2 separate regions of the Mus musculus genome follow, and region 2 is linked to region 1. Evidence: chromatin contacts called from public Hi-C data. All regions are on one chromosome and are shown on one strand. Each heading gives the region's core, a stretch centred on a gene start, on an enhancer-like site or on the middle of the called end of the contact. The rest is flanking DNA. Distances are from core to core; before and after follow the strand shown. Region 1 has its middle 65 kb from the start of Pdk3. Region 2 has its middle 64 kb from the start of AU015836.

The links. Hi-C and Micro-C count contacts between places; a contact is called where the count stands out from the background.
Region 2: a contact with region 1 is called in a Hi-C map of the G1E-ER4 cell line, with 5 times the contacts expected there. The contact joins two enhancer-like sites. A contact is called at or near these places in 9 of 39 promoter capture datasets (the 3T3-L1 cell line, 3T3-L1-derived adipocytes, the C10 cell line and 4 more), 1 of 15 datasets of contacts at CTCF or cohesin (pro-B cells), 26 of 484 Hi-C or Micro-C datasets (B cells, the G1E-ER4 cell line, LSK cells and 15 more) and 1 of 115 datasets of contacts at active chromatin or transcription factors (embryonic stem cells).

Annotation. Positions count from the first base shown.
Region 1 is chrX:93,895,565-93,898,792 of GRCm38.p6, forward strand. No RefSeq gene overlaps it. Among named protein-coding and RNA genes, the nearest start is that of Pdk3, 65 kb to the left of the region's middle. Within about 2 kb of position 1,782, at least 6 of the 459 cell types and tissues checked have an H3K27ac peak or open chromatin away from gene starts, as enhancers often do. A contact at or near this core is called in the G1E-ER4 cell line, where this site is marked.
Region 2 is chrX:94,031,592-94,034,687 of GRCm38.p6, forward strand. No RefSeq gene overlaps it. Among named protein-coding and RNA genes, the nearest start is that of AU015836, 64 kb to the left of the region's middle. Within about 2 kb of position 1,535, at least 8 of the 459 cell types and tissues checked have an H3K27ac peak or open chromatin away from gene starts, as enhancers often do. A contact at or near this core is called in the G1E-ER4 cell line, where this site is marked.

The sequences.
Region 1 (3,228 bases), core at 532-3,031:
AGAAGGACACATGCTCCACTATGTTCATAGCAGCCTTATTTATAATAGCCAGAAGCTGGAAAGAACCCAGATGCCCCTCAACAGAGGAATGGATACAAAAAATGTGGTACATTTACACAATGGAGTACTACTCAGCTATTAAAAAGAATGAATTTATGAAATTCCTAGGCAAATGGATGGACCTGGAGGGCATCATCTTGAGTGAGGTAACACAATCACAAAAGAACTCAAATGATATGTATTCACTGATAAGTGGATATTAGCCCAGAAACTTAGTATACCCAAGATATAAGATACAATTTGCAAAACACATGAAACTGAAGAAGAACAAAGACCAAAGTGTGGACACTTTGCCCCTTCTTAGAATTGGAAACAATCACCCATGGAAAGAGTTACAGAGACAAAGTTTGGAGCTGAGACAAAAGGATGGACCATCTAGAGACTGCCATATCCAGGGATCCATCCCATAATTAGCCTCCAAACGATGACACCATTGCATACACTAGCAAGCGTTGGCTGAAAGGACCCTGATATAGCTGTCTCTGTGAGACTAGGCCGGGGCCTAGCAAACACATAACTGGATGCTCACAGTCAGCCATTGGATGAAACACAGGGCCCCCAATGGAGGAGGTAGAGAACATATCCAAGGAGCTAAAGAGATCTGCAACCCTGTAGGTGCAACAACATTATGAACTAACCAGTACCTGGAGCTCTTGACTCTAGCTGCATATGTATCAAAAGATGGCCTAGTCGGCCATCACTTGAAAGAGAGGCCCATTGGACACGCAAACTTTATATGCCCCAGTACAGGGGAATGCCAGGGCCAAAAAATGGGAATGGGTGGGTAGGGAAGTGGGGGGGAGGGTGTGGGGGACTTTTGGGATAGCATTGGAAATGTAATTGAGGAAAACACATAATAATAAAAAATATTTAAAAAAAAAGAGAGAAAGAAACTGCCTTACGGGGCTGGAGAGATGGCTCAGTGGTTAAGAGCACCAACTGCTCTTCCAGAGGTCCTGAGTTCAATTCCCAGCAACCACACACAACCATCTGTAATGGGATCCAACTCCCTCTTCTGGTGTGTCTGAAGACAGCAACAGTGTACTCATATACATAAAATAAATAGATCTTTTTTTTTAAAAAAGAAAGAAAATGCCTTACTGTATGTATAAAACTGAAGGGTGTGGTGGCACATGCCTTAAATCCCAGCACTCAGGAATCACTGAAGTCTACAGAGCGAGTTCCAGGACAGCCAGAAACCTTGTCTTGAAAAGCAAAAAAAAAAAAAAAAAAAAAAAAAGAAAGAAAAAAAAGAAAAAAGAAAAGGAAAAGGAAGAAAGAAAGAAAGAAAGAAAGAAAGAAAGAAAGAAAGAAAGAAAGAAAGAAAGAAGGAAAATGAATACATTTTTAAAATGTTTCACAGGCTTGCTTATAGCCCCATCTTCTGGAGGCATTTAATTGAGGTTCCATCCTCTCAGATGATGTAAGCTTCTGTCAAGCTGACATAAAACTATCATGTTTCCACTAGTGACAGCATTTTGCCACAAAGCCTGCCAAACTTGGTAGCTTGGCCTAGGCAAATCCAAGGTCTTTATTTATTCCACTCTTAATTACCAATGTTATTTCTTACCTTGCACAGCACACCACAAACAGTAAACGTGTGTGTGTGTGTGTGTGTGTGTGTGTGTGTGTGTGTGTGCATTACAGAATGAGTACAAGTTATAAAGGCTGCAACAGAGCTGAAGAGACTTCAGAAAGCTGCTGATAAAGAGTCTGTGTAGATAAGATAATTCACCCGAGTAGTTCTGAGAGGGAGCTGCTCTACTCAGGTTTGAGCATGAAGCTGCTGAATTCAGCTTCAAGAAAAAAAGACCAAACTGTGTTAGAAGCAGGAGCCAATAGGTCAGGTCCAGGTCCAGACTGGAAAGCAGCTCCATCATTTGGAATGGAAAAGCAGGCAGTCCCGTGGGCTCCATCAAGGAAGATGTGTGCAAGTCAGGGAGTTGTCACTCCTTGACACACACAATATACATCAGATAATAGTTTGTGTGGGGCAGTGACATGGCAGTGTTTTGTGTCCCTCACTTCAGAGTCCAGGCAAGAACGTTATACCCTTTCCTTCACCCAACATGTCTGATAAATTCTTGGGCCTAGCTTTTCTGATATGATTTTAAGATGTCCACATCTCTCAGGGATTAGGTTTTCCTAATAAATGTATAAGGTGGCTCCCTTTTTATTTCCCGAGAAGAAGTCATTTGTGAGTTTGTGCTGGGCGGGTGCAGCTTGACACATAACGCAGTTGATGGTCCTTCAAGGGCCACAGTCATCCTTCTTTCTCCCTTGAAATGAAGTCAAAAGTTGCTTATAAAATGTGCAGGAACTTGGAGTAGGGCATGGCCTGATCGCAACAGTGTGTGGACGGACGTGAAGGAATACTAAGCAGCCTTGAGAAAGAACAGGAGGCTGGCATGTGCCACAGCATGGACGAAGTGTGCTGAGGAAAATAAGCCAGCTGCTGAAAGACAAACTACACGATTCCACTTACATTGTTCTGGGGTATCCACCAGAGAAGACTGCTCCTGGATATGGGCTTTAGCCAATAGAAAGTCTGTATTTGCTGGTCAGTGATTATACTGGGTGTTCAGGATCCCAGTGTAGCTCTGAACCTTTCTCAGAGTGAGCTTCTAAGCACAAAAATCATGTCCCAGGTTGACATACTGCAATGAACAAGAGAAGCTAGCTGGAAGCAGAATTACAGAAGTGAAAAGGCAAGATTAGTACGTTTAGAGATGTTCTCAGAAGTATAAACTTGGATGAATTAGGCCTGTGTTTTAGTTTGGGCAGGTGGTGCTGTCTACATGCTGAGTTTTGCAGCCTGAATGGGAGTTCCATCATGGAGTCACTTGTGCTAAAATCTTGGGCCTACTAAGGTCTAGGGCCATGTTACAACATTGGGTGGCTAAAGTGTTCAGATTCCTGGAGACTGAAGGTAGAATGGTGGCAGCCAGAGGTTGAGAGAGAAAGAAACAGGAAGTTGTAAGTTGGATTAATAGTTTCAGGTTTATATGATGAAAATATTCTGAAGAACTCTGAAACCAAGTTCTGAAGGTATCTCATAACTACATACTACACTTTAAACTCTGGTCTGTATACTTAAAAACAGTTAAAGATGGCAGGCTAGGAGAAGAGGACCAGAATAGCAGTCATGAACAGAATGAAGCAGTGTAT
Region 2 (3,096 bases), core at 285-2,784, 140 kb after region 1:
ACCTCTAATGACTTTGCCAGCTGGGTTCTACCTCTAAAGTGTCCATAGCTTTCCAAAACAGTGCCATCAACTGAGGAGCAAGTGTTCACATGTGAAGGAACAGCTCAGATTCGAACCATAAAAAGTGCCCCAGTCTCTGAATGGCTGTTCTAGCTCCTCTATCAAAACGGGATGAGTATGTGTCTTAGTCAGGGTTTCTATTGCTGTGACAAAACACCATGACCAAAAAAGCAAGTTAGGGAGGAAAGGGCTTATTTTGCTTACACTTCCACATTGGAGTTCATTACTGAAGGAAGTCAGGGCAGGAACTCAGAGCAGGAACCTGGAGGCAGAAGCTAGTACAGAGGCCATGGAGGAGTGCAACTTACTGGCTTGCTCCTCATGGCTTGCTCAGCCTGCTCTCTTATACAATCTGAGAACACCAGCCCAGGTAGATAACACCCACCATGGGCAGGGACCTCCCTTGTTGATCAATAATTGAGAAAATGCCTGACAGCTGGATCTCATTTGGCTCAACAGCATTTCCTCAATGGAGGCTCCTTCCTCTCTGATGGTTCTAACTTATGTCAGGTTGACACACAAAACCAGCGAAAGCAGTATGTCAGAAATGGTTTGTGCCTTTAATCCCAGCACTCAGGAGGCAGAGGCAGGCAGACCTCTGAGTTGAAGGCCACCCTAGTCTATATAGTGAGTTCCAGGATAGCCAGGGCTATGTAGAGAGACACTGTCTCAAAAACAAACAGACTTGGGGTGAGAATGGCAGTGTGATGGTGCAATGAGGAAAGAGAGACATCCTATGTTCTCCATGAAGTGTGCCTTTCAAGGGTGCCCCCACCTCATGGCATCAGTTTCACCTGGGAAGGTAGTCCGATCCAAAACCCACTGTTATGATTTGAATATGCTCTCTCACAAATTCACATAAAGGTCAGGCATGGTGGTATGTGCCTATAATCGCACCACTTGGGAGACTGAGGCAAGACAATCACAAGTTCAAGACCCTGTCTCAAAAATGGATGGGGTGACAGGGAAATTGGTAAAAGCACTTGCTGGCAACCTGAGTTTTATCTCCAGAACCTACAAAAGGTGGTAGAAGAGAATCGATTCCACAAAGTTGTCTTCTGACCTACAACATGAATTCTCTCTCTCTCTCTCTCTCTCTCTCTCTCTCTCTCTCTCTCTCACACACACACACACACACACACATCAGACCCACTCATTCACACACTTAGGAATTTCAAAAACAACAACAACAACTGGAAGCCATGATATATAGGCAGAGGAGCCTGTGCTTGCTGCTTCAGTCTCTGTACGTTCACATGACCTTTGCTCAGTTCATTTACTGGGCCTCGTTTTCGTCACTTCTCTTTGAATTACCCACTGTCGGGTATTTTGTTATAGCAGCACAAACAGGCTAAGACACTTCCTAACTCAAAAACTCTGAATGCAGGGCCCAACAGGCTTTGTTTTAGCAAGATCATTACAATTCCGGCGAATGTTTGTGAAGCAGGGCTTCGAGGCGCTGCCTGGCTAACTTTCTACCTGCTCTTATCCCGTACTGCCACCTATTGGGGAAGCTCGTCCACTTGCTGCAAGATAGACGAAACCTGTTAAAATGAAAGGGAAACCAATTTCCTTATATTTTTCTCTTCTAAAAAACTTTACAAACCAAACTGAGAAGAAAGTTTACGAGCTTTGGAATGCAAATACTAAATTTTACACTGTTATAAGCAGTATAATTGGAGCTTTTAAAATGTGTGTGTGTGTGTGTATCAGAAGACAACTTGCTGGAATCTGTTTTCTTCGTACACCACATGGGTCACAGGAGTCACACTCAGGTTATCAGGCTACCAGGCAGATGATGCAGATAATGCCAATATTTGGAAGTAATAGCATCTCAGAAAATCTTACAAGTTTGTTATCATATCCCAAATTGGTTATTTCTTGTTTTATATGCTTAAGCTATTTCCAGTTTTCACTAGTCATAACTAATAGCATAGGGAATATTTCTGTATGATAAGCTGGAGTAGTTATTTCTTTTAGGTTATAATCTCCAAAATAAAATCACTTTTTCTCTTATTTAAAGGTTTATCTGTTTTCATTGTGTATCTTTATTTTTTGCCTTTATGTGTTATGTGCCATGTGCATGTAGTGTCTGTAAAGACCAGCAGAGGACGTTAGAGCCCATGGAGCTGCAGGTGCTGAGCCTTGAACCCATGTCCTCTGGAGACCAGCCAGTGCTCTTAACCCCTGAAACCACCTGACTAGTCCTAAAATTTCCTTTTAAAGTTTATTTAATTTGAATTTCTGTTGTTGTTGTCGTTGTTGTTGTTGTTGTGTGACAAGAGCTGGGCATGGTGGCTCATTCCTTTAATCCTGACACTCAGAAGGCAGAGGCAGGAAGGTGTCTGTGAATTTAAGGCCAGCCTTTTCTACATAGTGATTTCCAGGACAGCCAGGTATACATAGTGAATCCCTATCTTTTGAAAAAGATGACAGGGTCTCACTATACTACCCAGGGTGGCCTCAAACTCACAGTGTTCCTTTCTGAACTTTCTAAGTAGCCGAAATTGCAAGTATATGCTACCACACTTAAGGTGAATTTCTCTGGCTCTAGATAGATAACATCAGTATCATTTCGTCTAAGGTTTTTGTTTTGTTTTAGACAGTGTCTTGTAGGCTGGCCTCAAATTTTCTGTAACAAACCACCATGACCAAAGCAAGTTGGAGAGGAAAGGGTTAATTTGGCTTACACTTCCACAGCACTGTTCATCACTGAAGGAAGTCAGGACAGGCACTGAAACAGTGTAGGAACCTGGAGGCAGGAGCTGATGCAGAGGCCATGGAGGGATGCTGCTTACTGGCTTACTTCCCATGGTTTGCTCAGCCTGCTTACTTTTCCTTTTTTTTTTTTTTAAGATTTATTTGTTATTATATCTAAGTACACTGTAGCTGTCTTCAGACACCCCAGAAGAGGGCGTCAGATCTCATTACAGATGGTTGTGAGCCACCATGTGGTTGCTGAGATTTGAACTCAAAACCTTTGGAAAAGCAGTCAGTGCTCTTAACCGCTGAGCCATCTCTCCAGCCCCCTCAGCC